Linked DNA regions of Bombyx mori: region 2 is linked to region 1. A link is a contact called in public Hi-C data. All regions are on one chromosome and are shown on one strand. Each heading gives the region's core, a stretch centred on a gene start, on an enhancer-like site or on the middle of the called end of the contact. The rest is flanking DNA. Distances are from core to core; before and after follow the strand shown.

Evidence for each region. Hi-C and Micro-C count contacts between places; a contact is called where the count stands out from the background.
Region 2: a contact with region 1 is called in a Hi-C map of whole pupa, with 2.5 times the contacts expected there. The contact joins the enhancer-like site here to the promoter of LOC101743085 in region 1. A contact is called at or near these places in 4 of 7 Hi-C or Micro-C datasets (midgut and whole pupa).

What each region holds. Positions count from the first base shown.
Region 1 is chr5:15,756,428-15,764,342 of ASM3026992v2, reverse strand. LOC101743085 (kinesin-like protein KIF21B) reads right to left here and starts at 3,688. Exons shown (of 31, transcript XM_021350593.3): 1 at 3,296-3,688; 2 at 2,682-2,734. The coding sequence starts at 2,719.
Region 2 is chr5:15,798,174-15,806,088 of ASM3026992v2, reverse strand. All of the region lies in intron 3 of LOC101743085 (kinesin-like protein KIF21B), which reads right to left. Among protein-coding and RNA genes, the nearest start is that of LOC101743085, 41 kb to the right of the region's middle. Within about 2 kb of position 4,393, at least 2 of the 8 cell types and tissues checked have open chromatin away from gene starts, as enhancers often do.

The sequences.
Region 1 (7,915 bases), core at 2,439-4,938:
AAAGGTCGGAGACTGTCCTTAGAAGCGATTGTCGCAGATTCGATGCGGCATAGTTCAAGAGTTCCAATGCAACTATTTTGCAATTACAGCAGTTTAAGTTGGACGCGTTAGTTTAAAAACATTACAGAGGCTTATCTTTTTTTTTTTTGTTGCTTAGATGGGTGGACGATCTCACAACCCACCTGGTGTTAAGTGGTTACTGGAGCCCATAGACATCCACAACGTAAATGCGCCACCCACCTTGAGATGTAAGTTCTAAGGTCTCAAGTATAGTTACAACGGCTGCCCCACCCTTCAAACCGAAACGCATTACTGCTTCACGGCAGAAATAGGCAGGGTGGCGGTACCCACCCGCGCAGACTCTCAAGAGGTCCTACCACCAGTAATTACGCAAATTATAATTTTGCGGGTTTCATTTGAATTCATTTAATTTCATTATCTATTTGAATAACGCGCAAAGGTGATGGAAGCTTAACATACTTCAAAGCCACTTATTTTAACGACCGTAACCATATTCTGTAAATTAATGTTTAGCAAAAACAGCGTCATAAAGTGTGTACATATTAAAAAATAATATGATTCTACTGATCAAAACATAAAAAACACTACGTGCAATATTATATTGGAGGGGTGAAAGGTTATTTGGTTTGAGTGACATTTCTTTAAAAAACGACATTTATCTTTTTAATTAAAGATGGATTTTATTTTGTATTAGCATCAGCAGTTCGATGTTTTTAATTGAACATCATTTAAGTTTAGCCGATATTTAAATTGATAGTAGTAATTTATTATTAACTTATTTTCCAAATTATTAACGTTGCGACGTTTAGGTACGTCCTTGCTCGAATCATGATGTCACAACTATAGATACAATGGAGTGAGCTATGAATAAATCTTATGGCGGAGGTGTTAATAGAATCTGAAGATGTATAGTATGTGTGCATGACGGACTCATTCGAAGATCTAAAATCCAGAAAACGCCTTTTTTTATTACACTAAATACCTAATGCTTCGTAGTGTAAATGTTGCGATTATCAATGTAAGACCTTAAATTTTGTTTGATATCACTTAATAAAAAGCATTGGAATTAATTCGATGTTAATTTTAGAATTAAACATTTTATTTTATTATATTTAATGATATGTTTGAAATAAAATGTTTAAGAAGTGAGATTTATCTGGAGTAATAAGGCTGAAGTCTCCATTGCGTTTAAAAAAAAACCTCACCTATCATTGAAAACATTGTTTTAATGATAGGTGAGTAGAATCAAATAATACTGGCTTCGCTCTACCACCATACCGTTAGAGATTATTAAATAAAAATTTACCGCGCAAATAATGGGATCAGAAGGAACCCGCAGAAGAATTTCTAGACGGCATACCTCGCATCTATAGCTTTTATTTCACATCTTCACGTATTTAACAATATGTGATCTTGATCTGTGGCTATAATTTAAGCATTTTTGAAAATCGAACACTTCATAATGTTTCCGTGTTTTATTTACGACACCAACGCACATTACCGGCAATGTATTGGCACGCAACGATGTAGGCCGCGTGTTTGCGTGACGACCCCCTAACGGAATGATATAAATCATGAAATTGAGTTCGATACGAACAGTCAATGTATGCTGAATAGTATAAAAGAAGGCGCGTTTAAACGTCTTCACTTTATTCTAACTCAGTTTAGAAAATATTTCAAGATATTTGACTACTGCAAATCTGAATTATTCTCAACAAAATATATATTCATACTCTACTTAAAAAAAGGAATTTGGCTTTTTTTATGTACCCTACGTACTCTTTGATATTACTAGAGTGGTTATTAGGCTATATTTAATAGAAGTTTTCATTTCGCTAATTATTATTTTTCGCGACCGCTAATTATTATTTTAATGTTAATAACTGATCTTTATTGTGGATTATTATAGTAGTTTTAACTTTCTGCAAATTATAAAAATGAACTTTACAATTTCAATTATACTAATAAATCTTAATTTATGGAGAATTCTATGAAAATTATTTCAATGAGCGGACAACAAAGTATTGTAAATGAAATTACTTTTATTACTGGTGGTAGGACCTCTTGTGAGTCCGCGCGGTTAGGTACCACCACCCTGCCTATTTCTGACGCGAAGCAGTAATGCGTTTCGGTTTGAAGGGTAGGGCAGCCGTTGTAACTATACTGAGACCCTTAGAACTTATATCTCAAGATGGTTGGCGCATTTACGTTGTAGATGGCTTAAATATAATGTTCAAGTAAATAGTTGCAAAAATTATAGGTTTTACAAACATACTACAGGTTTTTAGAAATGTATTGATTCTTTGTTCTATTTAAAATCACTTGTTTGATTAGTTCTAATCTATATTGATTACTTTTTAAGTTTTAGAAGGTCCCTATCAGTATTATTTGAAGTGTTTAAAGCAACATATTTCAGCAAATTAACAACAATGGTTTTAATTCTACCTTCTTTATATAAAAGTAGGAACATAAATAAAAAAAAAAAAAACGTCATTAAACTTGAATGGTTTTTTATTATTTATTTCAAATTCGTACTACAAGACTTAGCAGTAATGCCACAACAGTTTACGTATCAGTGTAACCGAAATAAATAAAGATTTTGAAAATATTTATCCCACTAAAAAATTTACAACTTAAATATAATATTCATAAATAATTACCTCACAGCAACTCTTACGCTGGATTCCTCACTGGCCATGACTGCAATATACACCTGCACAAACAGAATCAATGCAATTGTTGTCAAGAAATTTTAATTCAACTATATATGTTATGGGTATGTATATGCCTTTTAGGTATTAGAAGTAAATTAGAAAAACAAACCTTTACTAATAGATATTGTGTTGAATATGTCAATTTACGTTTATATTTTGAAACAATTTACTTTTTAAATTACATTGTTATATTTGGTGAGATTGTTTAACAATTTTTTATTTTCAAATTTTGATGAACTATTGAATTATGCAATTGTTCATATTTTTACTGTACTTTTCTTTTTTTAAATATTTGTCATTTTTACTGCGTTTTCATAACAGAAAACCTGTCGGTGCAATTTTTTTCTAGTTTTCATTTTTGCGTAAGTTACAAGAGTTTAAAATACGTTTAATACCGGCTGAGGAATGTGTTTTTGTGATAGTACTTAAATAATACGATTTTTTGAGAAGATAAGGATTGCGATATCGATGCGAATAACAGTATAACTTTTATGTCTATTGCACACAGTTGATAATTTAAACAAATTAACGGTGTATTGTGTAAATTCAAATTAACTTACCGGGGCTTAGAAATCCTTTAATTCTGTAGCACTAGATCACATTACACATAGCGTCTGCGTCACAAAGTCTCGCTAGATCGACAACGACCGATATTTATTTTGTCCATCTTTCACCATTGTAACAAGATTCCGACGATTTTTATAAATAAAATATAACTTAAAATTACTGGTTATAATGTACTATTTGATTTTATATTGTTCTAAATACGTGGAATAGTTTAATGCTAAGCTAACTCTATGTTACAATTTTTATGAAAACGCAAATAATGCAGCTAACTTAGAAGTACCGTTTACGTTCGACGAGACACTCGCCGCAATCATTCACAAAATTCTGTTTGACAACTGACTGATTGAAAAACACGGCCAGACGGTTTGACGTCAATTTGACAGAAAACACTTTGGGCTACCAGTGCAAAAACTTAACCACTATTTTTACTACTCCCGTTATTTAGTTTTAAACAAATATTTTTTTACTTTAATTCAGGATAGAAAGATCCAATTTTCTTATATGTAAATTGCTTGTTTTCATTCAAAAAATTTAAAAAGGAATAATATTTTATTAAACAACCAATAGATGGCGCGCGTTGATCATTTAGTTAGAAGTTTCAATATGTCTTTTATGGTTGAATGTCGTTCGTGATGCTCACGTAGTTCTTTTGAGTATCAAGAGATGGCAGTATTAGTTTCAGCCGATAATAATAATTTTAAGTTAGTCAATAATTTAAATTAATAAAGTAATTAACATTAACCCATTCTAAGCTGAAGTTTCCCTTCGTTATATTGAAAACTAATGAGAAACAAAATCTAAAATTGTAAACTTAATATAATTTGTTAATATTAATAGTAATTACATAGAATTAAATAATAATACCCAGTTTGACATAAGATACTGATAAATAGAATAACAAAAAATAATTAGGTACAAAATCTTTTTAGTACTTTTACTTTGACCAACACGTGGGTTTATTAAAAAGTACATTAAAAAAATGTTGTCAAAAATTGCCATGACAGACGAAATTCAGCATAGAAAGTGTAGGTACATATCGGTTCTCTTTATTTTGGTTATAAGTTTACGCTTTACTTAAAATTGCATATTAGTGGATTGCATTAACTTTCCAAAGGCGTGCTTGAACAAGTATAAGCTTAGAGTGACTTCGTAATTATTGTACCAATAAAAAAAAAAAAAACGCATACAAAGTAATACGCGGGCATTATTATCTAAACCCGTATTGGTGGTTTTTGTAACATTTTTTGCCGATTGTGTGTAATGACATAATTATTAAGTGTAAAACGGTATAGTATTAAATTCGCATCCGTATTTTCTGATCTTGGATTTTCAACTGTGAGGTTAATGACACTATATTCAATTTTTATAATGGCTAACTGTCTAGAATTAATCCACGATGAAGAAACTAGATAGCCTTCATCGAAACGGATTAGGTGATTTAGATCTTGTTATATGAATTTAACGAGCAATTTATAACCGAATAATTTGTCACAAATTCATAATATTATGGTTTTAAATTGCTAATGTAAGGAATATTAATATTTTACTAATATTGCATATAGGTAACAATAGATTTCAATATCAGTAGCTTAGTAAAAATACTTTGATAGTTGATACTTGATACGTGAAACAATCGGCAGAGTGATACTACATTTCAAGTGTTAAGTATTACTTAAATAATTCGATTTTAAATGCTCCGTTAAAAAAAAAAGATTTTTATTTTTTAAAAGATTAATAACATTTGACAAACGGACGGACTGATATAAGTTGTAATTCAATTACGTATTTAAAAAAAACTTGTTCACTTCTGTTAAAGAATCAAGTTTTATAAAAGGAGAGATACTTAGGTATGTACAGAAAACTCAAGTATTAGGGACATATTGTATATTATCTACATTTGTGACTGTAATTTTAAGCTTTCATGCTCGATGTGCTTAAGCTATTCTTGTATTCCAATAGGGACGGTTCTAACAAAGGATTTTTAGTGAGCTACAATCTCACATAATGTGATTTTAACTCAAAAGACGCGGTATCTATATGTTTTTTCAACATAAAAAAAGCTATAGATAGGTACTTTATGTAGATTGAAATATTTGTACAGTAGGTATTTGACTGAATCAAGAGAGTGAATATACATGTATATAAAATTTTATGTGCGTGCATTAATGGCCTCATTTAAATATCTATCGATTTTTTATTAAGTCCTCCTTATCTAATCAAAAATATATGTGTTGCCATACAGAGCTTAAAAAGTATTTTTATTACTTTATAGGAATAGCTCTGGACGACCTTACGGTTCACATGATGTCAAGCAGGTGACGGTGCTCATTGATATTATTTATATCATTTAACGACACGTGTCCTGGTCTCAAAAACAAACTAGTATCCAAGTTCCTTTGTTTATAATTGATGAGAGAATGTTAAGTAGTTAACTCTTGTTTTCATGTTATTTTCAAATATACTTTTTTGTCGTACTGTTAATATTTAAATTTAGCCTATTTTTCCGCTGTTTGTAAAATTGCTGTAACATGTCATAGTGTGTTATAAGAGATTTCTGTACATGCCTGTAACTGGCTTACATACCAGTACTTAATTTTATACATGTTAATTTTAAGCTTGAATGTTTTGTGTGTATTGCTGTTGGTGTGTCTAAATAAATAAATAAATAAAAATTAAATATCATAAAGTATTGTACAATAATACGATATTTCTACCCTGAAGACCAGAATACACGAATACCTACTTTCCGACAAAATTGGACAGAGAGATACTATAAACAAGAATCAATTCATGTGTATATTAATCGATTATTAAGTACATAGTGTGTAAAGCATTGTATTTCAAACTACCTCACAAATTCAAAGCATATATAGCTAGATACCTATAGGCCTACTCAAGGTTCGCCAAAACGAAAATCCTTGATCAAATATAGTGTTGGCTAATAATTACTTTAATTTAAAAACGAACGTATTGTGTAAAATTCTAAAAAAAAGTTAAGCCTCTCAGAGATTCAAGATGTCTCAAAACAGTTCAGTGGGGCGGGCCCTTGGCTTTCCTTTTTGGATTTCACCGCTCATTTTGATACACGAACCTGGACATTCAATTGAACTTTCACACTTTTTACGAATTGTTTTAAATTTTCGCGACAGATGCGATTATTATAGACACTCTATAAAAAGAAGCTATATTAATAAAGTTCCATCCTTCAAACAAGGCTTGCGGAGAGCACTCAACGGTAGGCAGCGGGTTGCCTCTGCATTGCTGACGATGAACAACAATAAGCACTCGCCATCGGGTGTAGGTACTGTATGCTCGTCAACCTATTAGGGCAATAATCTATCTCTATATATAAAAATGAATTGCTGTTCGTTAGTCTCGCTAAAACTCGAGAACGGCTGGACCGATTTGGCTAATTTTGGTCTTGAATTACTTGTGGAAGTCCAGAGAAGGTTTAAAGGTAGATAAATATGAAAATGCTCGGAATTAAATAAAAACAAAAAGATTGTTTTTCCTTTGATGTGTCTTCCATCGGACGGATTCCTTTTGTTTGTTTTAAGTTTATTAAGAGACACTACGAAGTTTGCCGAAACAACTATACATACTCTACCTGTGATAATGAACGTGAAAAACGTCTTATGAACCCGTTTGAAAATAGTTTCTAAAACTTTATATTGTAATTGCAGTTTAAGAATTTCATGATAACTTTGATCCAGAATGTTCTAAATCCAGAATAAAATAACGTATCCAATTTACACAAACTCAACGGATCCTTAATACAGCTTCGTAATTATCAGGCGTCCTTCTCGTCAATCCTTCAACAAGACGAAAGGTATTAGGCAGTTCAATCTCCAATGTTTTGTTTTAGATTAATAATTACAAAAGACAGACGCTACTACTGCCATGGCCGGGACAAAAGAAAATAAACAACTCTGTAATTGAAAATCCTATCCAGATTAAATTACCGGTCGGCTTTTCGCTGTATTCAAAGTAATTCAGATTTACATTACTAATCAAAAGTAAGTCTACGGGACGTTTTTCTAATAAATTTTCTTTCGCTCCATTTGAAAGAAATTAGCCAATTACGTTCGTTCAAAAGACGGTCGACGATTTTTAAACAACTTTAAATCACAAAGAAGGATCTGATTCTCAATTCGGAGCATAGGTTTTTTTAAATAATTATTCCATATGGGTTGGTAATTAGATATTTTTCTTTTCTATTATGTTATGTTTACACGAGATGATGAGATCATAATCAGATCTACCTACAGGTGTACCCCAGTTGATGTGTGTAGCCTAAGATTATTAGAAACGGAAATACAATGATGATAAAGTAACATTGGGTGGTTTAAGGACGAAGAAAGGATTGCTTTTTAATAGATTGATCACAAAGATTAGCAATAAAATAAAATAAACAAATCGAAGTAAAAATGCGTATCCGACAGAGCAAAACTTGTTAGTTTGAATTATGTTATCGATTTTAAAATCGCGTTTCATATTATTTAAAGTTTCTATTTCACCGTTCACTTTTCCTTGAGCCATAAATTAATTTCTATACCAATATATTTGAATACACACCTATAGTACACATTTATATATGATATGAAATTTTACAC
Region 2 (7,915 bases), core at 3,144-5,643, 41 kb before region 1:
ACGGTGTGTGGTCTCTGATTTAATGAAACTTGGCTTAATTTCAATACAAACACAGCCCCGATAAATAATAGCGTTGAATGTGACCCGTCGATGCCAGACGATGCGTTCGTCATGATAATTCACATTGCGAACACGCATCGCCCTCGTAATGGCAGACGCACTGACGCCAATCAAACTATTGTTTGTTGAAACAACACCAAATGTGGATCAAAGGACCGCCAGTTCTAGTATAGTTACGTTATTTTTATGTGAGTCAGAAGCAAATGTTCGTAATTGTAAATCTCTATATGTATATAAAAATGAATTGCTGTTCGTTAGTCTCGCTAAAACTCGAGAACGGCTGGACCGATTTGGCTAATTTTGGTCTTGAATTATTCGTGGAATTCCAGGGAAGGTTTAAAAGGTGAGAAAATATAAAAAAGCTCGGAATTATATAAAAACAAACAGTTTTGTTTTTCCTTTGATGTGTCCCCTTGATGTGTCTTTTATTTATCGATTGAGTCACTACGAAGTCTGCCGGGTCAGCTAATAACTAAAATAGACAAGACGAGCGTGCGGTCTTACTTCAGATAATTGTTTTAAGTGTACATTTCTTTAGCACCATTGTGATTTGAAAATCGATAAAACAGAACTGACATTCGGAAAGCGACTAATAAATACTACTTACTAGGTATACTCTAAATATATATTTTTCTTTTTGCGTGGATCACGAGTAGGTATGTGTATGCACAAATGAGAATAATATTAACCGACTAGAAATAAATACGTAAAAGCTGTAACGTCGATGCGAAATTGATATTAGATTTGGAGAAACATAAAATATTTAAATCGGCATCCTTAATCGTACTTCTGCTTTCGTTACAGATGATGTGATTTTTTTTATATATATTTTTTATTATATAGGTGGGTGGACGAGCTTACAGCCCACCTGGTTTTAAGTGGTTACCGGAGCCCATCATATCATTATCCTGCCCTTCTCCCAGTCGCCTGGGCTCGGCGCAACATGTTTTGTCCTTCCATACTCTTATATCATATACCATTTATTCGCTCACTCCCCTCTCACCCATATCGTCTTTCACGCAATCCATCCATTTCTTTTTAAGTCTACCTCTACCTCTATATCCTTCTACATTCATAGTTTTACGAGTGCTCGAGTGTTACCGGAGTCCATAGACATCTATAAGGTAAATGCGCCACCTACCTTGAGATATAAGTTCTAAAGTCTCAAAAGTCTCAAAAGTCCCTTCAAATCGAAACGCATTACTGCTTCACGACTGAAATAGGCAGGTTAGTGGTACCTACCCGTACGAACTCACAACAGGTCCTACCACCAGTATGACAAATGCGCGAAATCTTCGAAAATACGGGAGAATGAAGAACTATCTCGCAAATGTAATAATACTTATGATTTATCTAGATGCTTAAAACCGCCTCGGTTATTTGGTTATTTATATCTCTATTATAAAGCGATCGGACCGTGTCGACGTACTGGGGTACACGATGAAAATATTGACGCTAATTAGAATTATTCATAAGTTTATTGTTGTAACTTTCTATTTTATTTTCAACTAGCGACCCGCCCTCGCTTCGCTTCGGAAACATTAAAACACACATGAAACCAAAAAAAATAAATAAAAATAAAATAAAAAAAGTAGCCTATGTTCATCAGGTACAATGTCGGCTTCTAATGGAAAAATAATTTTTCAAATCGGTCCAGTAGTTTCGGAGCCTATTCGAAACAAACAAACAAACAAATCTTTCCTCTTTATAATATTAGTATAGACTAGCTGACGAGCATTTTCATATTTATCTTTTAAACCTTTTAAACCTTTTAAACCCTTTCTGGACTTCCACAAATAATTTAAGACCAAAATTAGTCAAATCGGTCCAGCCGTTCTCGAGTTTTAGCGAGACTAACGAACAGCAATTCATTTTTATATATGATTTTTATTTTATTCTATTAGATTATTTGAGGCCTATAAAATCAAAGGCAGCTAAATCCAAGTCTGTCAAATATTGAGGTAAACTACAAAAATCGGCCCTAAACACGTCATTATGGATCCTCCCGATCCATCGAAATACTGCTCTTGCTAGGGCTAGTGTTAGCAACACTCCCGGTTTGAGAAGCTGAAATAACTTTGTTCGGATAGCTACGATATTCTTTATTTTAAAGTAGATTTATAAAGAATGAGAATATTACTAATGATCTGAATTTTAAATGATAAAACTTCGTTTATTAGTACTTAGTACAGAGTAAAAATATATTTTTTTAACGGAATTTGTTAGAGATTTAGCTGCGTTTGTTATAACATGAAAACACTAAAGCGTGTCCAACTAACTAAGCAAGATAGCGCCATTGTTAACACCTTTTTTTTCGACATTAAGGCGTTTAGCTGCCTTTGATATTATAGGCCTCATTTTTCGTTGGTCGCCCCAGATTTTCGGGAAAGATCCGGCTGATCGTCGTGTGTCAGATGCCACTAACAGACACGTTGTGTCACGAAATTTACATGGACTTCATTTCCGAGCCAATGCTCAATTTGATCAGAACCAAGAGAGTTGGTAAAGCGCGCCTCGGCATTGCTTCTGACATTTTCAATACCTATGAGCGACGGTGACCACTCATGATCATGTGACTCTTAAGTGTATTTTCATTCGATATATCTCTATATATAAAAATGAATTGCTGTTCGTTAGTCTCGCTAAAACTCGAGAACGGCTGGACCGATTTGGCTAATTTTGGTCTTGAACTGTTTGTGGAAGTCCAGAGAAGGTTTAAAAGGTAGATAAATATGAAAATGCTCGGAATTAAATAAAAATAACAATTTTGTTTTTCCTTTTGTGTCCTCGAAAAGTTTAGGTCTTTTATTTATCGATTGAGGTACTACGAGGTCAGCTAGTTAAAAATATAAGTTTATGCATCCCAATTAGGCAAGAAAGTATTGTATTAATATATTTTCAGTTTACTACACGGATAAGAGATTCAAGTAGATTAGAAACGTCTAAGATATCAATCAGGTCAATCTGTTTTCACACTAGCCATTGTAGGTGTACATATGCACATAATATTATATTACGTATTTATTACGCACCGGCGGCGTTCGCAATATGCAAATGTACTAATGTAACGTGCAAACACAAGCCACAGCCGGTGTTTTGTTAGGCAATTATCGCTAACGTACCGCAACACAGATCTTAAAGTTTTTTACGTAAACATTCTATAGAGACGTCTGGGTGAAAATAAATATGTACCGTAGAAACATTTATTAGTTTATTAAGAAATAATTATTAGTTATCGATATTAGCAAAAAAATAATCATAAATCAATATGACATCGGGATCAAATTCGGAAGTATGCACTGAAAAAAGACATATATGTAACTAATGGTAGTAATAATCAATACGTTTTACTGGTGGTAGGACCTCTTGTGAGTCCGCACGGGTAGGTACCACCACCCTGCCCATTTCTGCCGTGAAGCAGTAATGCGTTTCGGTTTGAAGGGCGGGGCAGCCGTTGTAACTATACTGAGACCTTAGAACTTATATCTCAAGGTGTGTGGCGCATTTACGTGGTAGATGTCTATGGGCTCTAGTAACCACTTAACACCAGGTGTGCTGTGAGCTCGTCCACACATCGAAGCAATAAAAAAAATCATGATTAGGTACTCGTTATCGTCCATCCACAACCTGCCTACAAAGAATATTGTGGTATTTTGGTCATGTTGCACGCAGGGATACCAGAAATTTGGAACGCCTTGTGGTGACCGGTAAAATCGAGGGAAAAAGGTCTAGGGGTAGATGTCCCAAACTATGGTTGGACCAAATAGTGGAGGAACTGAAAATACCTGTCGGCGATGCACTCCACCAAGCTACAGAATGGGATCGACGGAGACATTTTGGTGGTAAGACCTCTTGGGAGTCCGCACGGGTAGGTACCACCACCCCGCCTATTTCCGTCGTGAAGCAGTAATGCGTTTCGGTTCGAAGGGTGGGGCAGCCGTTGTAACTATAATTGAGACCCTTAGAACTTATATCTCAAGATGGGTGGCGCATTTACGTTGTAGATGTCTATGGGCTCCAGTAACCACTTAACACCAGGTGGGCTGTGAGCTCATCCACACAACTAAGCAATAAAAAATAAAAATAAAAAGGACACAGCCCACTGAATAGCGCGTCGGATCTTCTCAGTGGATCGCGATTCCGATCCGGTGGTAGATTCTGCGACACACTACTTTTTTTTGAGTCTGCCGAGAATAAACGCGGCACGGTCGCGGACTGAGACGCACTGCTTTTGCTAGGGCTAGTGTTAGCAAATTCTCTCAGGTTGAGCACGTAAGCTCATCTACCAGTCCGTGCGTAGCTGTAATAGCCCCCTAAGCTACCAGCGCATAGGTAGGGAAAAAAACGGTCACCCTACACTTTGTAGTGTATATCCGGTTACCGAACAACACCGGTGGACAATGATTCACCTGCCCATTCCTGTTACACAAATAATCGGTATCGTAGAAATAAAAACACCCGAATCCATTATCTGGACAAAGTTGCGCAGCACCAAACCAAGCGTCAAATTAAAAACAGCGTTTTTTTATAGCTTAGATAGGTGGACGAGCTCACAGCCTACCTGGTGTTAAGTGGTTACTGGAGCCCATAGACATCTACAAAGTAAATGCGCCACCCACCCTGAAATATTAAGTTCTAAGGTCTCAGTATAGTTACAACGGCTGCCCCACCCTTCAAACCGAAACTCATTACTGCTTCACGGCAGAAATAGACAGGGTAGTGGTACCTACCCGTGCGGACTCACAAGAGGTCCTACCACCAGTAAACCAGAGGTCCTTACAAACTAACGTATTTTTTCTTTAAATAAAATTAATATACAAATAATTGTTATTCAATAGACGCCATTAACAATTTTCAAGGTGTAACACGACATATTTTTAAAACAGGTTTTTTATGTGTGTGTATTATGATTTCAATAAACACGATTACATAAATTCTTAGAACAACCGACGGACGGGCGATAAGCGATAGGTGATATTGGTTATTTTAGATATCTTTGGCACTGACATGTCGTGTTTTTTCACTTTTGGCATATAAAAATCAAATGTTTCTCCAGATTTTAATCAGATTGTAGGTATAACGACAGAAGGAAAATCTTCCACCGAGTGGGTGATATTTCTCGGTAGACCGACGGTCCAAATGCGGCTGTTCGGAACTTGTATATATGCAATGTTATCTTGAAAATGTCGTAAGCCAGATTCAGACATTTGTCAAATATCTTGTTGTATGATGGCTACTGCCACAAGATAATACGCGTATTTTCGATCCGAATTGTCTCAAAATATGTACTTCAAGTTAATAATTTTAAATCTCAATACGTGTAAATCACGCCACACTTCAAAGCCATTCGTCCATTTCGCAGATCGCTGAAGCTTATGACTTAGACTGTTTACATTTCAAGTAAGCAGATCGTAAGTCTATGCGCACGATGGTTGTACGAGCTGATGTCATTAATGCGAATTATGGATACGCACCACGAAAATATCCTTGGCACACGTTATTTATGTTAAAACGTGATGTAACAATTAGTATTCGTTTATTTAAGGACTGAATTTAACGGCGTTTTGTGGAATGTATTATTTAATTTAATTGTCTAAATTCAATTTTTTTTACCTAAAGTGATAGCCTTGAGAGGCTATGTCAGCGTAACCGGACGAGTAGGTGAGCTCACGGGGCTCAAATCAGGAGTGTTGCTAACACTGGCCCTAGCAAGAGCAGTGCTTCGCAGAATCTACCACCGGATCGGAAACGCGACCCACTGAGAAGATCCGGCGAGAAACTCAGTGGGCTGTGTCTATGTGTTAGTTTACTCGTCGAGCCCTTCGGCGCAAGTGACGGGTTCGACGAGAAGGCTCGGTGCCTGAGGTGCCTAAAAGCACCGTTAATGTATCAGGAGGATCCGTAATGACGCGTTTAGGGTGAGGTCGACTGTTTACCATTCGGTCCACAGGATCGGGTGTGCAGTTTTCGCTATTTATTTTCAAGTTCATATTTATTATATATATGTGCCGACACGAACCTGTGGTTTCTCGATCACGATTCCAATGGGCCTAAGCGAAAAAATGGCGGTTCTTTAAAAAATAAGCATTAGGTCAGTCTTATAAGTAAAATCAGTAAACAGCATCCAAGAGGTGAGTCAAATATGGGCGCCATGGCTGATAACGCAATCTCCATAGTCGGTCGGGGCTAATCCTGTCATAGGAAGATAAACAGGGCATGGCGATAACGAAGCCGCGATAGCGGTGACCGCTTGAATATTTAATTTAAAACAACGGAAGCCTAAATTAAAGCCTTTTGACAATATTTACCCGTGTGTGTTTCAAGATTTCAATTATCATTTAAATGACTCAATTTACCGGTGGGCAGTCTAATTTATCGTAAGAGAATACAGCTCCATCAATCACATATATGAAATACAATAGAGTTTTCCACATCATTTCTCAAACATTCTCTTTCAATTGTCTATACAAGCAAGCTCTATACAAATCCATTATAAATGACATAAAAATACAGTAGCAGATATACTTATGTAGGTAATTTGATTATAGCATTATGGCCATTATCAGTTTTGTATGAAAACAATGCGGCGTTTGATAAAACAAAACGTTCGATATTTTAGATAATGATTCGGAATGCCAAAATACAAGGTTATATGTTAAATTGATTTTTTTAAGACACAGTCGGAGTTGAGTACTGGCAGAGACGTCGATATCCGTATTCACTGCGAAGCACCTGTTTGCAAGGTTGCCAAAATTCTATTCAGCCTACTGAATTTCTCGCCGGACCTTCTCAGTGGGTCGCGTTTCCGATCCGGTGGTAAATTCTGCGAAGCACTGCTCTTGCTAGGGCCAATGTTAGCTAGCAACACTTCCGGTTTGAGCCCCGTGAGGTCACCTACACGTCAAGCCGAAGCTGAAATGGCCTCTTGAGGCTATCAGCATAGGTAGGAAAAAAACCAAACAGCTCCAGCGAAAGCGTTCAACCATGTTGAGGTTTTTAGGTTGTTTTTGGGTATATTAATGGTAAATTCTTATTATGTAGCTGTAACTTGTAAATGTAGCGGGATTTTTAGCGTCAGGTTCGAAGGAAAATCCAAATTATTGTCAATTAATTACTGAAGTTCTTGTGGTTGATGTTTTGAAGGAATTAAGGACTGACTTGAAATTTTTGGGGACTAAGGTCGGAATTGCTGTTAAATCCTTGTTTTTATTCTTGTAACTTACAATGTTTTCATTCAATGTTCAGGCATTGCTGAAGTCCATGGGCGACGGTAACCACTCACCATCAGGTGGGCCGTATGCTCGTCTGCCTACAAGGGCAATAAAAAAAAATGTTCCATACATTTCGACGAAAGAACGAAAATTTGTATGGATAAATTAACTACAGTCTCCCCGTACAAATTATCTCAAACTGACAGATTTTTCTACGTCACTAATAAATTACCGTAAAAGGCATTGTAATAATCACACGAACATGCAACAGTGTCGTGTGAATTTCATACCTTTTACGTTTATTTTACACAACGTAAGATTCTTCGACCAAATAAGCGGTTTCTACAAAGATGGATTGCGGCAACTCAGTTTGTCCTAAGCTGTTGGTTTGTTGCGTGATGTGAATCAGCGTTTGTCAAAGTTTTGTTGAGGACATAAAAAGACAAATAATATTTTTATATCTTCCCAAACTTAAAAAAAAAACGACTAACTTCAATTCAATACTTTGGCAATTGTCTTTGATTGTCATTCTTATATTTGAATACTAGCGGACCCGGTGAGCTTTGTCCCGCCAACACGGTTTGTTTCAAACACATCAACCGGTCAACTTCAAAATTTAACCATGGAACGTTTAGCTGTCAGTT